7 separate regions of the Mus musculus genome follow, and regions 1, 2, 3, 4, 5 and 6 are each linked to region 7. Evidence: chromatin contacts called from public Micro-C and promoter capture Hi-C data. All regions are on one chromosome and are shown on one strand. Each heading gives the region's core, a stretch centred on a gene start, on an enhancer-like site or on the middle of the called end of the contact. The rest is flanking DNA. Distances are from core to core; before and after follow the strand shown.

The links. Promoter capture Hi-C pulls out the DNA fragments that hold promoters and counts their contacts. Hi-C and Micro-C count contacts between places; a contact is called where the count stands out from the background.
Region 1: a contact with region 7 is called in a promoter capture Hi-C map of pre-B cells, with 4 times the contacts expected there. The contact joins the promoter of Kmt2d here to the promoter of Acvr1b in region 7. A contact is called at or near these places in 2 of 39 promoter capture datasets (liver and pre-B cells).
Region 2: a contact with region 7 is called in a promoter capture Hi-C map of pre-B cells, with 2.4 times the contacts expected there. The contact joins the promoter of Ddx23 here to the promoter of Acvr1b in region 7. A contact is called at or near these places in 2 of 39 promoter capture datasets (liver and pre-B cells).
Region 3: a contact with region 7 is called in a promoter capture Hi-C map of pre-B cells, with 4 times the contacts expected there. The contact joins the promoter of 4930578M01Rik here to the promoter of Acvr1b in region 7. A contact is called at or near these places in 2 of 39 promoter capture datasets (liver and pre-B cells).
Region 4: a contact with region 7 is called in a promoter capture Hi-C map of pre-B cells, with 2.4 times the contacts expected there. The contact joins the promoter of Hnrnpa1 here to the promoter of Acvr1b in region 7. A contact is called at or near these places in 1 of 39 promoter capture datasets (pre-B cells) and 1 of 9 other capture datasets (liver).
Region 5: a contact with region 7 is called in a Micro-C map of embryonic stem cells, with 5 times the contacts expected there. The contact joins the promoter of Spats2 here to the promoter of Acvr1b in region 7. A contact is called at or near these places in 1 of 39 promoter capture datasets (liver), 1 of 484 Hi-C or Micro-C datasets (embryonic stem cells) and 1 of 115 datasets of contacts at active chromatin or transcription factors (embryonic stem cells).
Region 6: a promoter capture Hi-C map of liver shows a contact between it and region 7, with 3 times the contacts expected there. The contact joins the promoter of Dnajc22 here to the promoter of Acvr1b in region 7. A contact is called at or near these places in 2 of 39 promoter capture datasets (hippocampal neurons and liver).

The regions. Positions count from the first base shown.
Region 1 is chr15:98,869,785-98,872,484 of GRCm38.p6, reverse strand. It overlaps Kmt2d (lysine (K)-specific methyltransferase 2D), which reads left to right and starts at 1,280. Exons shown (of 55, transcript NM_001033276.3): 1 at 1,280-1,471.
Region 2 is chr15:98,661,630-98,664,329 of GRCm38.p6, reverse strand. It overlaps Ddx23 (DEAD box helicase 23), which reads left to right and starts at 1,441. Exons shown (of 17, transcript NM_001080981.1): 1 at 1,441-1,507.
Region 3 is chr15:98,984,667-98,987,379 of GRCm38.p6, reverse strand. It overlaps 4930578M01Rik (RIKEN cDNA 4930578M01 gene), which reads right to left and starts at 1,415. Exons shown (of 4, transcript NR_045991.1): 1 at 1,294-1,415.
Region 4 is chr15:103,238,951-103,241,747 of GRCm38.p6, reverse strand. Hnrnpa1 (heterogeneous nuclear ribonucleoprotein A1) reads right to left here and starts at 1,351. Exons shown (of 11, transcript NM_001039129.4): 1 at 1,220-1,351; 2 at 552-668; 3 at 156-302. The coding sequence starts at 1,234. Cbx5 (chromobox 5) reads left to right here and starts at 1,896. Exons shown (of 5, transcript NM_001076789.2): 1 at 1,896-2,015.
Region 5 is chr15:99,125,456-99,128,155 of GRCm38.p6, reverse strand. Spats2 (spermatogenesis associated, serine-rich 2) reads right to left here and starts at 1,311. Exons shown (of 13, transcript NM_139140.1): 1 at 1,269-1,311.
Region 6 is chr15:99,098,131-99,100,922 of GRCm38.p6, reverse strand. Dnajc22 (DnaJ heat shock protein family (Hsp40) member C22) reads right to left here and starts at 1,439. Exons shown (of 3, transcript NM_176835.2): 1 at 1,323-1,439; 2 at 1-100.
Region 7 is chr15:101,172,579-101,175,349 of GRCm38.p6, reverse strand. Acvr1b (activin A receptor, type 1B) reads right to left here and starts at 1,278. Exons shown (of 9, transcript NM_007395.4): 1 at 1,115-1,278. The coding sequence starts at 1,205.

The sequences.
Region 1 (2,700 bases), core at 31-2,530, 2.3 Mb after region 7:
GCAAAGATTGTCCCCCAGCCAAAGAAAGGAGTTCCAAGGGTCAGTGACTTTAGGGAACAGAATTAAAAAGTGGCCAGAATCCTAGCTTTACCACCCAGAAGGTAAAGGAGGCAGCTCCTGGGCCGTGGCGAAGAAGAGGGGGGCTTTATTCCCACGTGTCTGCCCGGCGGCCAGCCTGGCGCAGTCGGGGTTAATCTGCAGCGGAGGGATCCCGGAGCGTGTGCGTAGAACTGCAGAGTCACAGCCTTTCCTCCAAGAGGGCTGTACCCCTCCGCCGCCCCGCTCCAACACAAAATAGGGCCTCCTCTTCTCCTTTCTCCCCTTCTCGAGTGGGGTTCCCCAGGCAAAAGGGCCCCCTGGATCTCGCGCCGGACGCTCCACGAGTCTCTACGATCGCTGCCCAGCTCCAAGGCGAGGAAAGAGCCTCTTCGCAGGAACCACCCTACCGGCCGAGCAGGAGGCGGAGGGGGGAGGCGGAGCGGCGCCGCGCTGCACTACTTTCCTCTCCGGTTGCAAATGGCTGCCTCGTTCCCCACTTTCCGCTCAGTTTCCTGACCCCCCGGCGCCGGGAGCCGGGGTTGGACCATGCACCTCTAGACCCCCCGCGATCAGTGCCTGCCGGGGGTCTAGGGGGTGCCGCTGACCACAGGCGGCCAGGCCGGGGGCGGGGCAGCTCCCGAGGCCAGAGGGGAAGGGAGGCGAGCGCTGGGCCTGGAGCGGCCGGAGGGGAGCGGGCAGAGGGCTCGCACCGCCCGCCCCTTCCTCTTCCTCGCCCACCAACCCTCCTCCCTTCCCCGGGGGGAGCAGAAGGTGGGGGGCTCGAAGCCGCCGAGGGGGGACGCTCGGGGTCGCGGAGCCCGGCGCTGGGTGTGTGTCAGGTTCGGCCCCGCCGGCTCCGCGTCGCCGTAGCTCGCGCGGCCCCGGGGCGCCGGCCCGGCGGGGAGAGGGGCTCGGCGCGGCTGCGAGGGGCTCACGTTCCATCCGGGCCCGGCGCGCGGCGCGGCGCGGCGCGGCATTCCTTCCGGGCTGCTGGGGAGGCGCCTCGACGTTCCATCTGGAGAGCCTCGACGTTCCGCCCGAGCCCGGCGCGGGCGGCCGGGGCGCTGGCCGGGCCCTAGGACTGAGAGGCCGCCCCGCGACGCGGATGCGGAGCCTGCTCGCCCAAGATCAAAGCCACCGGTGCTCTCTTTGTGTCCGCTCGGGATTCGCCGCCCTGGGGCTGTTCATGGAAACCTAAACTGCTGGAACCTGAGGCAGAGAACCCCTGTTGGATTTTTGCTTTTTTTTTTTTTTTTTTTTTTAAACCCCCGGGGGAAGGGTGACCACTCCGACCTGGATTTACCGTTCTTGGTCTCCCTAAGCCCCCCCGAGTGGGGGGCGGCTGTGCTCGCTCTGGCGGTTGGAGGTCGGGGAGCGGCCCGGGCTCTGGCCATGTTCTCGGATGAGGATTTCTGGATCGCCCTGTGAAGAGGTGAGTGAAGTCCGCCCGGCCTGGGCCCAGAAAGGGTTGGACTAGGGGCACAGCCAGATGGACTATCTTGGCCGGTGGCTGGCCTTTAGGTTGGAGAAAGGGGTGCCAGAGCTGGGGAGGGTTCCTTTGGCAGGGTCTGTCAAGGGAATCTGAGCCAGTTGCCACGGCAGAACCGAGGCCTGGTTTCTTGGGGTGTGCCTCTTTAAAGATTGGGGGTTCAGGGAACTACAGGAGTTTGGGAACATGTCCAGATAGCCTCTCTGCCTGTTTATTTTTGTGTTGAGGGAGTTCGACCAAACTAGGACCCAGGCCCTGATGCCAACACCAATCCCAGGCTGTTGTCCCCCACCCCCACCCCCAGGGTTCCTTGGGACAGAGCAACTTGGTGGGGGGATGCCACTGCCAGGTCCCACATACTGCCAGATTGGACTTTAATGTTGTTCCTACCTACCTGGGCACCCAAAACAATCCGTGGGAAACTCAAGGAGCCCTGAGTCCTTCACCCGGGAGGTGGGGGGGGGGGGGGAGGGTGGGTGGAAACTGGTGCGATGAAGAGGGGAGCTGGGGCATGAAGGAGGTGGGGCTGGGGCAGCTCTGCCCCTGCTGTTCAACTTAACTACTCTGCCTGGCAAAGTGACCCCAGCAAGGCCTAGTGGTGTCTTAGCCTGCTTCGTTTCCCCTCCTCTTGGGATGGACATAATCTCCGGGGGATTATAGAGGAGGCCGTTGAGATCTGTTCTCTACGAATGTGGGCTGCAAAAAAATGGCTTTTGTCTCTTGCTTTCTCTGGGCCTAGTGTAGAGTTAGCTGCCCATGAGTCCCTGGCCAATCCTGAAAGCCCCCGCCAGATCTCTACAATGCTTTTCTGGCTACGGAATGGTAAATAGTTCTCAGGTGCTGCCCCGGCTCTGCAGAGTAGGCTAGCTTGTGCCTCTTTGATGGAGAAATGACTTTATTTGTGCTCTTTTCTGCTGGAAGCCAGTGTTTCCAGCCCTGGTAGGAGGTGCTGGGGAGAAGGGGTGTGTATCTACAGCAGGAAGGGTGCAGCATGAGCCTCCCGCCTCAGCCTCTGGGCCCCGGGCTGGGGACAGCCTCTCTCACACCTGTCATGTTGCCCAGCAGGGATTTGGCTAGTGCATTTTGCGCCCTCATTCCACCCCCTCCAAAATACATTTGCTAGGTCTCCTTGAGTATTGTCTCAGAAAGGGGAAAGCAGGGGGTTTGCCCTT
Region 2 (2,700 bases), core at 192-2,691, 2.5 Mb after region 7:
CTCTCCAAAAGTCTCCTTATAGGACATTGAGCCACTGTCAGCGTAGCTGAGTTTTTTAGTTAGGGTGTATTCTGAGACCCTGTTTGAGAACTGAAAAAATACCCAGAGTGAAAAACCAGACCTGGGGCTAGAGAGATAGATGACTCCGTGGATAAGAGCACTGGTTTTTCTTCCAGAGGACCCAGGTTCATATTCCCGGCATCCATAGGGCAGTTCACAACTGTCTATAACTTCAGCTCCAGGGGATCTGACACCCTCACACAGACATGCATGTAGGTAAAACACCAATGCAGATAAAAATAGAATAAATTTAAAGTAGAAAGACCAACAACTATGTGGGATTAAAGCAAACCCGAGGATGGAAAATGTAAAAGGAGGCAGTGGGTACCCTGGTTAATCTCAACCATCCTACCTCGCACAATGTTGTATTCTGTTTCAGCGGGTGCTGACGGTACTGTTTGAACCCAAGAGAAAGGAAGTGGGTCTACGACTAGAAGAAAAATTCGGTGGACTGATGTATGGAGAACCTGAAGGAAGACATCAACAATAACAAGTAGCCCAAGTGGGCAGTTCCTGAAGACCAGGGAAACGAGGAAGCAAGGTCCCATGAGGAATGTTGAATAAATAGTAAGATACTTGAGGGGGAAGTCCTTCCAGGGAAACCTCTGAAATGTTAGTTTATTATTTATTGGGAGTAGGGGGACAGTGGGTACCCTGGGGTTGTTCAGGCATTCATCCTGCCGGGGCCCCAAGGTTACTCCTGTGACTGGAGTAGTTCTACTGTGAAAACTGTACTACCTTCATTGTGAAGTACTAAGCTACTCCAGTGAACTAATCTTTAGTTCATTATCTTCCATTCATCCACGGAGGCAATAATCTCTCTCACAATTTTTATAAAAAACACTTTTCAAAAAAAAAGGGGGGGGGCTGGCGAGATGGCTCAGTGGGTAAGAGCACCCGACTGCTCTTCCAAAGGTCCAGAGTTCAAATCCCAGCAACCACATGGTGGCTCACAACCATCCGTAATGAGATCTGACTCCCTGGTGTGTCTGAAGACAGCTACAGTGTACTTACATATAATGAATAAATAAATCTTTAAAAAAAAAAAAAAAAGCAAATTATTTGTTACCGTATAAACTTTCTCGCTGAAAGCTGCCAGCTTTGACTGAAATCAACTGCAATACCTACTAGAAGATTCCAGAAAGACTGCTGCGGAAGAACCTTGTAAGTAGAAAGACAACACTTGGAAAATTCTTTCTCCTACAAACACCGAACCTTTGGCAAACCACATTACCCAGAAGACCTTACGGCCTGGCCGGCCCTCGCGCCGTGCATTCTGGGATTGGTAGTTTTCAGGGCCTATTCGTCAGCTCGCGTGGTGCAGGCCCAGGAACTCCCTTTCCCGGCTTGCCGCGCGGCCTGGGTGCTCCTCCGTGATCTGGAAACGCGAAAGATGGCGACTGTTCGGCGACGTTGAGGCCGCGTTAGGCGGTTCAGGCGCGGGGTGGTGAGTCTTGGCGGTGGAGGCGGCTCCCACGAGTTTGGAGAGTGGGTGAGGAGCGGGAAGATAGCCGTAGCCTCAGCCCGGAAGGGGAAGAACGCCTCAGGGAAGGGGCACGAGCCAGGGCAGCTCCGGCGGGCAAGAGTGAAAGGGGCGCGGGCCCCGGGAGCAGTGTTGGCTGCCCAGGGCACAGGCCACTTCCAGGACTGTATTATGAGCCTAGACTTTGGCCCGTGGACATCGCCCTTGTTATACGTCAGTCTGACTTAATTCTTGTTTCCTTACTTCGGCCAGACAGGAACTCTAATGTGCTCCCAGAACCCACCCCATGCCTTCCGGCTCGGGGTTGCCAACTAGTGCTTCGGCCGGAGATTAGTTCTAACCCTAACCCACAGTTGCACATCTTCAAATTCTACTCGTACTTTAAAACGAGCCACTTCCTCTGTGGGCCCTTCCATATCCTCTTTACGAATGGAAAGGACCGGCAACTTTGGATTCTTCGCCTGAACGTTCTTATCTTGGCGTGTCTTGTGCCATCTGCTGCTTCCTGTGGACAGAATTTCATTTTGTAGTTTCCACGGGGCCTACAGCTGAATGTTGCATATATAGTAGCGCTTGATGAACAATTAAATGAAAACAATTGGCCTTTGCCCTACAGAGAACTGGGAAGCACGGCCAGGGTCTTTTGGAGCCCGGGTCTTTTGGAGCTTAAGCTGGCCTTGAATTCAGTATGCAGCCTAGTCCATTTTGTCTTTGGACGCTCAGTACTGCCTTCACCTTCCTAGTGCTATGATTACACTTGTAGACTATTAAGCATTTTCTGTAATTAAAAAAAAAAAACAAAAACCAAGTCTACATATTTCCTTGTAAGTCACCAGAGTAATTCTTTTCAAATGTAATTTTTGGTCGTATTATACTCTGCTTAAAGTTCTCCAAATGTTCTCGTTGAGATGACGTTGAGAGTCACATGCCTTTGCACGGGCCCCTAACAGTGTATTTTGCTTCTATTGACAGTTCTCATTCTGTCCCAGACAAACGCCATTCAAGCTTAGTGTCTTCTTTATTTTCTTTCTTTCTTTTTCTTATTTAAAATCTACTTATTTAGTGGATTGAGTACATTATAGCTCTCTTCAGACACACCAGAAGAGAGCATCATATCCCATCACAGATGATTGTGAGCCACCATGTGGTTGCTGGGA
Region 3 (2,713 bases), core at 166-2,665, 2.2 Mb after region 7:
GAAAGCTCTCTGAGCCAGGAGGGATAGGCGGACATTTTAGAAACAACACAGGCTTATTTGTTGGAAACTGCCCCCAAATCAGGCTTGTTTCATGTCTAGTACTGCTCATTGCTCGTGTGTGTTTTGGTTCCTACTAAATTTCATCTGCCCGCTAAGTATCCGCTTGTATTGTGTTTAGAACAATGGAATATTTGTGTGCTTCTGTGAGAGCTACACAGCAGGAGACTGGCTGCCCGCAGCTGCCCCAGCCCTCAGACAGCCCTGAGACCAGCCTGGTTAGCCCTCCTGGAGACCCTTCAAAGGCTCCCTTTCACATTCGAGGCTCAGCTAGAACAAATAAGCAGATGTCACCGGCTTATCTTTACGTTTGTAAGTTTAAAAAAAAAAGTTGATAAAATTTTTCATAATATTTGAAAAAAATATTAATATTCACAAATTGTGAATATTCATAATTCTGCCTTGTGTTGGTTGATGGCAGCTACCCCTACAGTGGGCATTAGCAAAGCTTTTAATCTCGGGGTTCGAAGTTCCCAAAATATGTTACCTCATATTTTAAAGAACCTCGATTTAAAAATCATAAGCGCTTTTGGGGACAAGATCTGTTTTGCACTTCATATTTTCCACACATACGTCGAGGCTTTAGACATGCAGCAGATATCCATGGAGTTCATGAGTATTAGCTAGATGCTCTGGCACACGATGGTAATCCCAGCACTCAGGAGGCAGAAGCAGGAGGTTCAGGAGTTCAAAGACAGCTCCCACCCCCACCCCCACCCCCATCCTTGAAGGTCTCAAAAGAAATAAAGCAACTAAGAAAAGCATTAAAGAGACAGCGAATGTGAGCTCATGCCAAGTTTAGGCCACACCATCGGCACAGTACAATAACGCAACATCATTTACTCCAAAAATACCCTAAGTGCTTTCCAGTCATAGATTATCTCATTTAGAAACTCAGGCTGCGGGGCTGGAGAGATGGCTCAGCGGTTGAGAGCACTGACTGCTCTTCCAGAGGACCTGATTTCAAATCCCAGCAACCACATGGTGGCTCACAACCATCTGTAAAGGGACCTGGTGTTTCTGAAGACAGCTACAGTGTACTCATATAAATAAAATATATAAATTAAAAAAAGAAAGAAAGAAACTCAGGCCGCGTCACAGGTGCGGCTGTGAGGGTTAAAGGGGGCTGCACTTGGAAAAGACCAGATGTCACTATCACCCTTTTTTTTTTTTTTTTTGGTTTTTCTGTATAGCCCTGGCTATCACCCTATTTTATATGTGACAAAGCTCACTCACACAAGAAACACCGCTAATCAACAGTCTTCCCGGCTGGCATTCTCCAGTTTTGTTACTGTTGTTTCTGTTTTGTTTTGGACAGAGTCTCCCGGTGTGGGACAGACTGGCTTCTTCAGTCTCCCAAGGGTTTGGGTCACAGCTGTGCATCCCCGTGTCCATCCTCCGGGACTTTCCAGGCTACCAACCACACCCATAGCTCCATTCCTTAACCACCCTCCCTCGAGCCACAGTGACGTGCTTCCTCTGAAAGACCATCCCAGAAGTGAAAGCGCTCAGTACACCAGGTTTGCGATTCGTTCCCTGGGCTACCTCACTTCGTGTTTACAACATCGCCTTTGTGAGTCGGCCACTAATACCTCAGGTGTAAGGAATAAAGGACTGGAGAGTGGGGGTTAACCACCCGGAGGCAGGGGGCTAACGATAAACGGTGAGAACACAGCGCGCCTGCGCTGGGTCTCTGCGCTTACCGTGCTGCTATGGGCCGCCTGCTTCTCTAGTTCCTCTGTGTTGTTAGTAACACTCCAGTCAGCCATAACGCGTGTGCCTGTTTCAACCCGCCCCGTGAATACAAACCCAGTTAGATGTTGGCTTGTGCCATGAAGTCATTTCAAGAGCTGAGTGAAAACAAGGGAAAGGTTCTGATGCTAGCCGCATCAGCTGGGAGGAAGAGGCAGAAACGTTTAAAAGGAGCTCCACAGGGCACAGAGAGGAAAAGGACAGACAAGTCAAACAGAAAATACAGCATGGCGCGGTTCCTGTTTCTAAAAGTCACACAAAACAAATGACACACTTATACACATACATCCGTGAAGACCGAAGGAGAAATGTTGGTAACATTGGCTCTCTGGACCGGGGCCTGGCTTAAAGTGACAGAGTAGTGACATTTTATAAGATAGTTTATTAACATAATGGGTATGTAAGAGAAAGAAGAACTGGGCGGGGGCAGAGACGTTGTCAGAAAATAAAAGATCAGAATAAATAAATCTAATAAACATTTAAAAAAAAGAAAAAGAAAATAAAAGATTACCCCCTTGCTGTAAAGGTTGTGGCAGGAACACACTAGGCTAAAGCCACTGGTCTGTGTCCATAGAGACAGACAGATGTCGGCTTAACCTCTCATCGTGAATTCGATGGTTTTCAATATTTAATATTTCTTACTTCTACCAAAAAGGTTCTCACATTGTGGCTCTCGGAACTGGACCAGCCTGGGCGGGGGAGGGGAGGTATCGGCTGTGTTTCTTTGTGTTGTTGGACTAATTTCCTTATCTACCAAGAGGAGAGGCTAGAAAGAGACAGGCTCCAGAGAGTGGTGTGAGGATTAAATGAGAGAATAAATGGACAATAACTCAGGCCACAGGGACATGTGGGCCCCAGCCCTCCCACTTCACCTGATCTCTAACTTTATCTTTAAGATAATTAA
Region 4 (2,797 bases), core at 102-2,601, 2.1 Mb before region 7:
AACTCAGAAATATACCTGCCTCTGCCTCCGGAGTGCTGGGATTAAAGGCGTGTGCCACCACCTCCAGGCCCTCGCCTTTAATACCACTTGGGGGGGATCTCCCAATTGAGGACTGCCCCAATCATAGTCTCAGGTTAAAGAGAAAAACCACTCACTTCTCTTGAGACAGCTCTCTTAGGTTCCACAACTCTTCCATCCACCTTGTGTGGTCTTGCATTCATGGCAGCATCCACTTCTTCCACAGTGGCATATGTGACAAACCCAAAGCCCCTGGATCTCTTGGTGTTTGGATCTCTCATTACCTGTTTAGAGTTAATTCAATCAATACACTGCCTGATCTCAGAATCAAAAGCCATTCCTAGTCTGATCAAGGCAAACATGAAACTTCAGAGTGGGGGGGTGGAAATGTAAGCTTCTTACAGATCTGAAGAAAGCCCCAGATTTTTTTTTACCATCCCATTAGTTAACTTCACAAAACAATTTAGCTAAGAAGCAGCAGATTAAATCGGAAGAAATAAGCCAGCTCTTCCTTTTGTTTCTTTTAATCTTACCACACAGTCTGTTAGTGTTCCCCATTGCTCAAAATGGCTCCTCAGACTCTCGTCGGTTGTTTCGAAGCTCAGCCCTCCGATGAAGAGCTTCCGCAGCTGTTCTGGCTCCTTGGGAGACTAAAGTGGAGGAGGGAGTGTTTAGCGGAGGGGCTGGAACCTGGGAAAATGAATCAACACCCCGCAACAACACATGCTACACTTTTTTATTGTTCTTTATTACTGCACGAGACCACGTGCTCCTTCCTAGGCTAGGAGGTGCTGCTGGGGATTCACTCGAGTTGCACGCAGCGCATGCGTCCTTACTTTTACTTCATACGCACGCGCAACAAAGGGCACAGGTTAGTCGGGTCCATCCCCATTAAGACTTAATATCTCTTTAACAAGCGATTGTTAGACCAGAATGGGGGAGGGGAAGAAAAGGCCACACTCCCCAGATCATTAGTCTGTGAAGTTTGCCACAAGGAACAGTGCATGGACGTTAATGGCGGTCGGATCGCAGCCTCATGGTGACTATGAGGACAAAATGGCGACCTGCATTTTTTTAAAGTAGGCCTCAGCACTAATCGATAAAACACCGAAACCACGGGTGCGAGCAGCAAAACACGTCACATCCCGCTATATTCAGTAAGTGTGGAAGAAAGAGAAGCTGCAAAGCGCATCCAACTTACCTCGGACTTAGACATGACGGTAGAGTTACGAGAGCCTTCAGCGATGCTTCCTCGGCAGCGTCAAAGAGCAGAAAGGAATACGATAACGAACGTGCCCGCCAGCCTACCTTCTGCTCGCCCTTTTATCCCGCCTCCTCGCTCTCGGTATTGGTAGACTCCGCCCTTACTTGAGTCTTATTGGAGATTTGAAATTATTCCCTCCCACCATTGGCCCGTGAAGACGCCCTGCTAAGAAACGGCATCCGTTTGGGCGTTCTATTCAGACTCCGCCCCTTTGAGTCACTGATGCCCCAAGGGATCTTATCCTTAATCGCATTGATTGGCTAACTAGCCAGTCACTTATATTTGAATGTATTCACGTCTTTTAAATGCCTTTCATAACTTTCCCACACCCGAACATTACAAACTCACTCGTCAAAGGACCGCACGCTACAAAGTAGCTCACCGCGACTTTTCCCAGCCACTCCCTATAAGGCGCATGTGTAATAAAAATGGCGAGTTCACGCCGGCGCACTACGATGTTCCGCCTGCTGCCTGGAACACGTGAAATGGCGGGCGGGAGAGGGTTGTGAACCTAGGCGCCTGCGTAGTGGCGGGACCAGCGTCCAGTTTTGCGCAGGCGTTTTGGGCGGAGAAAAGGTCCAAGCCCAGGATTGGTTGCGCAGGCGCAGGGAAGGATCCGTTTTGGCGGGCGGTTGGCATTGCGCAGAAGGCGGCGGTAGCGGTGGCTTGTGGTGCCGCTTTACCACAGAGGAACCGTGCAGGCCTTAGCGTGAGTGATCACTTTAGATCTTGGGTAAGTGGCAGAGTCTCGTCTACCCGTACGAGATCTTGAACCCGCTCCCATTGCACCGGTTATTGTACGAAATGAATGGACCGCTGAACTGGTGGGGGGGGGGGTGGACGACGACAGTGAAGGGGCCGCGACGGGTCGGGCCAGCCAATAGGACAACTGGGGCGGGATGTTTTATCCTTGCAGGTTCTGTGAAGCTGCCTTGCCGAAGCATTTGACTGGCGAGCCTATAGGCCAATTGGGTTTTCCTATAGCTGCCTACCGATCGGTCCTTGGGCCATCGGAATGTGGGAGGCGGGTTTTTCTCGCCTGAGTTGCGTCTCTCCGAGCCAATGAGCCCCAAGCGCGCGATTGGCCGGCCTTCCCCAAGAGGCAGAGGCTGGACTCCTGTGGGGAGCGCGGGAGTTGGCTGGTTAAATTCTTAGAGCAAGCCAGGAGTCACTAGAAAGACAGGATTCCCCCCTCCCCCCCCCAATAAAGCTTACTCTTGCATTTGTGGGGGCGAGTATTTTAACTTAAAATGACTCCTATAACTAAGGCATTCATTCTGTATATTACCTTAGGGAAAACATATGTTTTCTTGTGGCCCTTGAGTTAATCATTTTTCTTGTAGTTTTTGGTACGTTCCTCCCTTCACTTGAGACTTTGGAGAACGTGCCTTTAGTCTTTGAAAACTTTTAAGAGAAGAATATTGAAATTTTGAATGAGATGACTTAGGTAAAGTACTTGCAATGAAAAGCATCCAAGAAAAATAGACTTAACCACTAGCACCCATTTCCAGGGAC
Region 5 (2,700 bases), core at 62-2,561, 2.0 Mb after region 7:
GCTGTAATCCCAGCAGCTGGGAGTCTGAGGCAAAAGAACTTTACTTCAAAGGCTAACTGGGGTTACACAATAGGTCACAAGCCAGCCTAGGTTACTGATAAAGACTAAGACCACCCCCAAGGGGGGAGTCTGGGGGGGGGGGTGGAATGCAAAGTCCATAACCCTGAAATACTTATTCACAGGACTCCCAAACCACCTTAACTCAAAAATACGAGAATGTGGAGGCAGTTTGACCACTAGGAATCAGCATCCCTGAACAATTTCTAAAAACAAAAAACCGAAACTCTCTTCCCCCAAGCACAAAACCAGAATTAGAAGGTTTATGAACATTTTTTTTTCAAGCCGGAACATTTCTCAATGGGAAACAAAAATTCCAACAAAGGACAGACAACTTAAATTTAAAAAGAAAAAAAAAATCACAGTTATTCATTACTTTTCAAACCAAACATCTTCAACTCCGCAGTATCGCTGACCTCGCTCATGGTAGAGTACTGCCGGCAGTGTGTTCTCTCTTGCTTCAATAAATACGGAGAAATTATATACAGTAGTCTGCTGAGCTGATCGAGAATAAATATTACAGTTTTGCCTTACAACAAAATGAACTATAAATAATAATAATAAAATTACTGGGAGAAGGGCTTGCATGCCTTAGCAAGGGGCCAAGACTAACCCACTCCCTAAAAAAAAAAAAAAATAGAATCATCTTGGATGAATTAGGAGACGAAGACCCTCTAGTGCACCTCTATCCTAGGCTCTGGTTTAATTCAAAACCAAACTCGTATTTCTTTGCCTCTCTTTGCCTTTTCTAGTCCGGTTTCCTCTCAAATTCCGAAATTGTCCTTCTACCCTTTAAGTCCCATGATGGCACTTGCGTCCTGACACAATGCAGAAGACTTTACACATGCCCATCTCGCCGTACTTCACATTTCAATCGACCCATTATTTCATTCTTTCCGATCCCGCACGTAGTTTCTGAAATCTAGGACCGCACACACGCTCTCGCCAGAGTCCCCCTCACTCCATTGTTTCTCCGGCCTATCCTCTGGAAACTCCCCAACTCGGACCCGTGTGCTTCGCTCGCCCCTTTAACCCCAGAAACCCGCGGCCCTCTCCACACTGCGGGAACCAAAGGGCTCCCGGTCCCCCTCCTCTCGGTACCCCAACCCCCAACAACTGCCCCTTCCCTCTTTCCCCTTCCTCGAGCCCTCCCTCCACCTCCGGCCCCTCTCGCCCCCGCCACCCACTTCACCCAACACCCCCAGCCTTACCTAGCCCGGGCTCCCTGCAGCCGCCGCGTCCCCCCAGTTCCGGGCTCTGCGTTCCGGACGCTCCCGGGTCTGGGATGAGGAAAGAAGAGCCTCCGCCTCCTCCTCGCCCTCGTCCTCGGGAGCCGCCGCCGTCGCTGCCGCGCTCCTCCCCCAGCTCGCCCGAGGCCCGACGCCGAGCCGCCCCGCCCCCACCGCCGCCTTCCCCGCGTCCCTCGTCCGCCGGGCGGCCGGCAGAGCCTCGCAGGCGCGGCTGGGGCCGGAGTGCCCGCGGATCCACAGCGACCCTCGTCCGCCCGCACTCGCGCCGCCGCTCGCCCCTCTCGCCCCGCCTCGGAGCCCGCGCGTGCGCGCGCGCTCGTACTCGTGCATGCGCCCCCCGCCAGCCGGAGCGCAGGGCGCGCGCTCGCGCCGGCGCGACCCCGATGCGCCGCACGCGGGAGACCGGAGCCGAGGGGACCGGGGCGCGCGGCCGGGTTACCGCTCCTCTCAGGCGCTCTCCCTTCGCGCGGGGTTCGCGCGCCTGAGTTGCGGGAGACGGGGAATTAATTCACTGAGGGGTTGAAGGAGCGGGTCAGGGGCCAAACGGGAAGGAACGGCGGCGAGACGAGCAGGGCGCGTACTCGCGTCCGCGTGCGGGAAAGGCGACCTAAAGCGGCCGGGCTAGGAGTGGGCGCCAGCGTGCCCCTAAGTGACGAGCCGAGCGGGAACTGACGGAAAGAGCCGAAACTCACCGGAGGTGGCCGAAGATTCCCAATGGGATCCTAGAGCCTTTCGCTCCAGGTCTGCAGGCACGTCCGCCCTCTCTAGCAGGGAACAATTCAGCCGCTCACTCCCTTTAACTTTGCCCGCCTCCGGACCTACCTTCTGCTCCTAAAGGTTATTTCAGAGCCACCTGGCCACCCAGCCTGATGGGAGAGGTTCTGGAGAGAGGATGTGCGAGCGAACGACCTCACACTTCCTGCATCCCTCTACGTGGCTGTGATTAGGAAGGGCTGTTGTCGAATCTTTCTGTTAAATACCTAACTTCGTAATCAGGGCTCGAAATCTCCAGCCTCTCCAGAGCCAGATCATCGCTAGTATTGATGTATCTTTTGAGTTAGTGTCTTACCGGTTCTGATCAGGAGAGAGAGGTTAGGAAGGGCATGTCCAACCACATTCAAGCCAAGGAACTTAAATATGAGACCTGTTTTGGCGGTTATTTTTAAAATCTAAATAGTGAACTTTGTGGAAGACAATCATGTCACAATATCAAAAGGTTGGATACGCCTGGTAGAGGCTGAGTTTTCGACTAAATCATCACTGAAAATATTCATCACCATCTACTTCTCACTTCCTTTGAAGCCAAGCAAAGGGGCTTTGAATAGTCAGAACCACCTCAAGTGCGTGCTTATAGATGTGTGCTACAGGCAGAGCACAGTATATCCATATGTTT
Region 6 (2,792 bases), core at 190-2,689, 2.1 Mb after region 7:
AGTCTCAGAGAAAATCCAGTGGCGTTTGACATTGATCAAATTGCAGAAATCTCAAGGTCCTCTGTGAGAATCACTGCAGTCTGGAGGGTCATCCTTAGGCCTGAGAGGTGAAGCAAGGAGAAAGGCTCAGCAGTAATAAAAATCAAGCTAGCCCTACCTCGGGGTCTCTCAGGTACTAGATGTCTCCTATCTTCCGTTAGCACCCCAGTCCTGTTATTTACAATCACAGTGACTCCATATTTAAGGGAGGAAATGCTTCAATTAAAATATTTTCATTTATTTATTATTAATTTATTGATATTTGAGGCACAGTCTTATTGCACGTTCCAAACTGGTCTTATGCGGCCATAGCTGAGGACATCTTGGTCTTCCTGCCCCTACCTCCTCAAGTGCTGAGGTTATAGGCATGTGCCACCATGTCCAAGGAAGAGAATGTTTTTGTTTTTAAGATTTATTCATTATTATGCATACGTACACTGTAGCTGTGCTCAGACACACCAGAAGAGGGCATCAGATCCCATTACAGATGGTTGTGAACCACCAGGTAGAGTCAGTGCTCTTAACCGGCTGAGCCATCTCTCCACCCCCAGGAAGAGAATGTTTTAAGTGACTTTAAGTTGGGACACTGAGAACTAGGTGCCTGAACAACAACAACAACAACTCAAAAGCTTGGGACTAACGGGTGACCCAGGGGTCACTTGGGGTTTAAATTCCCAGCACCCACATGGCAGCTCATAGATGCCCTCTTCTGGTCTCCAAGGATATCAGGAGTGCATGCAGTGCACACACAAAGGTTCAAGCAAAACACCCGTGTACATAAAGTAAAATTGAGAAAGAATAAGAAGGGGGAAAAAAGAAGCTTAAATTTCTATCCTCCCCTTAGACTCTGGAATAGTAATGGCTCACAGGAAAGGGCTGAAGAGAATACTTTTTCACTGTTTCAAACCCCTTTGAAAGCCAGTGTCTTAGCCAAACTCACTCCTTTAACATCGTGTGTGTGTGTGTGTGTGTGTGTGTGTGTGTGTGTGTGTGTGTGTGTGTGTGTGTGTAAGCGGGTGCATTCTGTAACTCGGCCAAAGCCCTTTCCAGCTTTCCCATCTCCCCAGACTATGCCGTTCTCCCACAAGCCAAATTTGAAAGGGACCCTGAACTCCTTCCACTTAAACGTTCTGGAGAACATTTTGACCCAGACCTTAGCACCCCACAGCCCAGCCATCCTATCCCTATCAACCAGATCGAAGGCACTCTACAAAGCGGCCGCAAAAATCCTCAGAATATCAAATCTGCCTGCCAATCGTCTTACCTACTTCAAGCAAACTCACCCTCAGGCAGTCCCAGCAGGGCCGCAGTACCTGGCAGCCCAGGCTTCCAGGCTGCTTCAGAACAGCCATTGCCTTTGAACACAGATTCAAAATGGCCCCTCTGTAACTGCTCTCACCTCCACACAAGTGGACTTTGTCCCTCAGTGCTGGGTGACTGTGTTTGAAGTCAGGCCACCTCCTGCAGGCCCCGCCCCGAAAGCCCTGGTCAGCCCCTTCGTAGCCACCTTCCGGTCCTGTGTTCCTGGGCTCTGATCGCCCTCTCTACGGGAAGCTTTCCCCAGACTCACCCAGTTTTACACTGTAGGGCCTGGAACCGCGCCCCACTCCCGGCAGTGCGCACCTCTTGCAGCACTTCATTAACACCGCCAGATGGCGCTGCCGTTTACGGAAGGGAGGGTCCCCAAAAGTCCCAGATCTCCTTTTTGCAAGGTTGGGACATTCCTGGTCAAAGCTGTCCGAACCGTGCAGCTACCTGGCGGGAGAAAAAGGGCGACTCTATCAATAAAATTAAAAATCTCGACTTCCTCTCCTCTCCGCCACAAATGGGAGGTGATCCCTGTCTCGCTTCTCTCTGTACTCCAAGACGGCCATTATAGGATCACGTCTAATTTCTTAAAGGAGAGACATCCACTCAGAGGTGAAGGAGAGAGCCCCTCAAGACCCGCAATTCTGCCTCACTACCTTGCTTCCAGGCCTTCCAGTTAGGGGACTCCACAGCCAGACCTGGGAGTCTGAGCCTGCATAGCCCAGAATCCATAGAGCCAGAAGCTGTTCAGACCCTTGTAGCCTGAAGCAAAGGGGGGGGGGGGAACCCACACCAGCAAGGGATACAGGGTGGGGGCGAGCCATCAGAAGAGTAAGGGCAAACCCAGGGAGACTCGGGGGAGAGGAGCCTGCCTTCTCGCTTGGACGCTGGAATGGAGCTGGCTTACAAGATGCCTTCAACATCCCGGGCTACAATCCCCGAGCAGCTCCGTGACCTTGGCCAAGTCACACCCTTTCCTGAGCTTCAGTTTCTTTTAAAAGAAGCTTGGATCTACGAAATTCCCCAGGCTTGATTAGAGGTAGGGATGGAGCCGGTGGGCTTCACTTAGGGTCACTTGTCAACAGTGGGCAGAATGTTTTAGCTCCCTCCAACGTCTAGTTCTAGCTGGGGACTAGATATGGCCCCTTTAGGGCTGAGGAGGGGCGACAAAACGACAACCCAGCCACGGCTGGGGACGGGGGGCGGACGGGGGCGCTGAATAATGAATGAGACTTAATTGGGCCCGCTCTGCGCGGCGGCGCGCTAAGCTTGGCAAACAGCGCGGGCAGAAGCAGCCGCCGCCGCTGGACAAACAAACTCGCTCGGGAGCCGGGAGCCCAGTGCGAACCGCCTGGAGGGGGAGGGGACCCCGGGGAGCCAGGTCTCCTGCTCGCAGGAGGGGCCCAGAAGTGTCCAAAAACGCGAAAGGGATGAAGGCTTCGGGC
Region 7 (2,771 bases), core at 29-2,528:
AGCACATTTGAGAATACTACCAGATGAAATATTTTAGGGTTTCACCGGCTCTTCCCAGCCTCACAAGCCTCATAAACAACACAGCCGGTGTAGTGTCCCACAGAAACGTCTCCACCTCTGTACTGGGAAAGGTGGGGGTGGGCCTGGCCACACAAGGCCCTTAAGGCTGGAAGGTAAGGGGTGTGTGTGGAGGGTGGGTGCCGGGAGGAGGGACTGTGTGTCAAGGCAAAAGTACTGACCAAGGGCCAGGGAGACGGTCCAACCGTGGGGGTCTTTAAATAATTGGGGGTGGGGGGGTTGGAAGCAGTTTTCAGGATCTCACCTGAAAAGCATCCTCGGAGTGATTAACTGAATGGGCCCCCTGGGGCGGGGTGGGGGAGGTGAGGAGGCATGCAAACACACATACACCTAGATTCAGATTAACAGCTGGGGAACTAGGTTTTCACAGGGTTGGAATGGCTCTGAGGCCAATCTCCAAAAAGGTTTAGGGGCCTGCTCGCCCCATTTCCTCCAAACAGCGTCTACAGGCATGGATATCCGAGGTGGGTGGGAGGGGGGTGCCCTGCAGAACCCAAGGAGCTGAGCGAAAGAAGGGGGAATGTGACTCCGGTGCCTAGACCATCAGGGTGGCAGGGGAAAGAGGGTAGGGGCACCCCATGATGAAGGGAGGCTTAGAGACCCCTACCCTCCTAGCCTAGGGTACGCATAGGCTCTCGGCAACAGAACACATCGGAGAAACAAGCCCCCCATCGTCGAACCCCACAATCTTGGCGGGAGAAAAGGCGCCCCCAGGAGCATCTGCTGGCAGGGAATAACCCCCCTCGCACGGACGCGCTGAAGGGCAGGAGCCAGGGACCTCCACATCTCGAGGAAGCCTGGGGTGGGAGCGGAGGGTGCAGGAGGCGCGACCCCCTGGGCGCCCCGGTCGGGCTCCGTCTGGAAGAGCGCGCGGGTCCCCAAGGCTGACCCAGCGCCACCCCGGCCCTCCGCGCCCCCCGCCCGGCCATATTGCGCGGCTGGGGAGGGGGCGCGCCCGAGCCCCACGGCGAGCGCGAGGCCTCGCCTGGCCGTCTGTATCCCGCGCCCCCCCCCCCCATCCCCGCCCCGGACTCACCCTGGATCCCCCGGGGCCCGGACCCGCCGCTGCCGGCGAGCAGGAGGACAACAAGGGGGAAGAAGGAGGAGGCTCCGGCCGACTCCGCCATAGTAACCGCCGCCGCAGCCCAGCAGCGCCCAGCGCGCGCGCGCGCCCCCGGCGCCTCTCTCCCTCCCTCCCTCCCTCCTCCCGCCCGCCCGCGCGCGCCCGGCTCCTTCGCTCCGCGCCGGCACGTGAGCTCCCGGGAGCCGGTGCGGCCGCCGCCGCGCGCGCCCCCGAAGGGCGGGGCCGGGTGCGCGCGTGCGCCCGCCTTAAAGGGGAGGGTCCCTGTTAAAGGGGCGGAGGCTCTCGCCTCGGCCAACCTCGCGCACCCGTGCGGAGCTGAGCCGAAAGCGGGGGAGGCCGGGTCCGCCGACCGACAGTCTCCCTCCTCCCTCCGCGGAGTGGCCGCGCCGGCGCCCGTCCTCCTTCCTTCCCCCAGCCCCGACCCTCCGGCCCGTTGTGTCCCGCTGGGTTCGTCGCCAGAGTCTCCTGACCGGCGTCCCCTCGAGGCTCCCTCCCGCTGCAGCGAGCTGGACACAACTACCTGTGCGAGCGAGCGTCTGTGTTTTCGAAATGTAGCTAGGCTGGCACGGCTGACAGCCTTGGTGAGGGTGCTGGCCAGGTAGAACCATTTTGGGAAACAATGTGACAGCACCTATCAGACAGCTTCACAAAACGCATTGCATTTGCCCGGCATTTCCTCCTGTCTGTCTTCAGGAAATAATGAGGCTAAATATTTACGCAAAATGTTCCCTTGCTTATTTATCATTGGAAAAAGCTGGAAACTAGAGAAGCAATCATAGAAGCTTAGATAAACTGTGGCTCACTCATGTGAAGGAGCACTAGTGATTAAAAATCGGTTTACAAAAACTAATGGCGCGAGGAAATGTTACTCCATGTTAAATGAAAATGTAAACACCAACCTTTACAATAAATTTTTGTGGATGATATGTATGCATGTATGCGTAGGAGAAAAGGGAACGATATTACTCAATATTACTACTAAGGTTTTCAGTTTGTTTTTGAGACAGAGTCTTATTATGTTGTCCAGGCTGGCCTCAAACTCACTGAGAACTGCCTGTTTCTGCTTCTCAAGTGCTGGGTCTAAAGGTGTGTGTGCCACAGAGGCAGGCTGAAATAATTTTTTGTTTCTCCTTTAAGTATTCCAGTAACTTCTAAATAGTTTCCAGATAAACATTACTTTCAAACCTAGTAGGAAATACTTATAAAAGGCAAATGATCCCGTATCTTTCTGAAGAGCTCACAAGAGACTTTGGGATCTGTATTCTGCTTCTGATAACCAACTAGGAGAAAACAGGCAACATCTTAGCCTTTCAAAGTCATAGATAGTTTCATGTGTGAGACCAAGGGATAGAGAAGACCGTCAAGAAGGAGGGAGGGAGGAGAGGCAGGCAGATCTCTTGAGTTCTGGGACAGTGTGGTCTACAGAGTGAGTCCCAGAAGAGCCAGGACTACTCAGAGAAACCTGTCTCAAAAACAAACAAACAAACAAAAAACCCAAACCAACCAACAAACAAACAAAGGTGGGGGGCGCTGTTCTGACATCTTACCTTATAATTGTCTCCAACACAAAGAACCCAAGGAAAACAGGACTTCTGGTCTCATTCCCCAG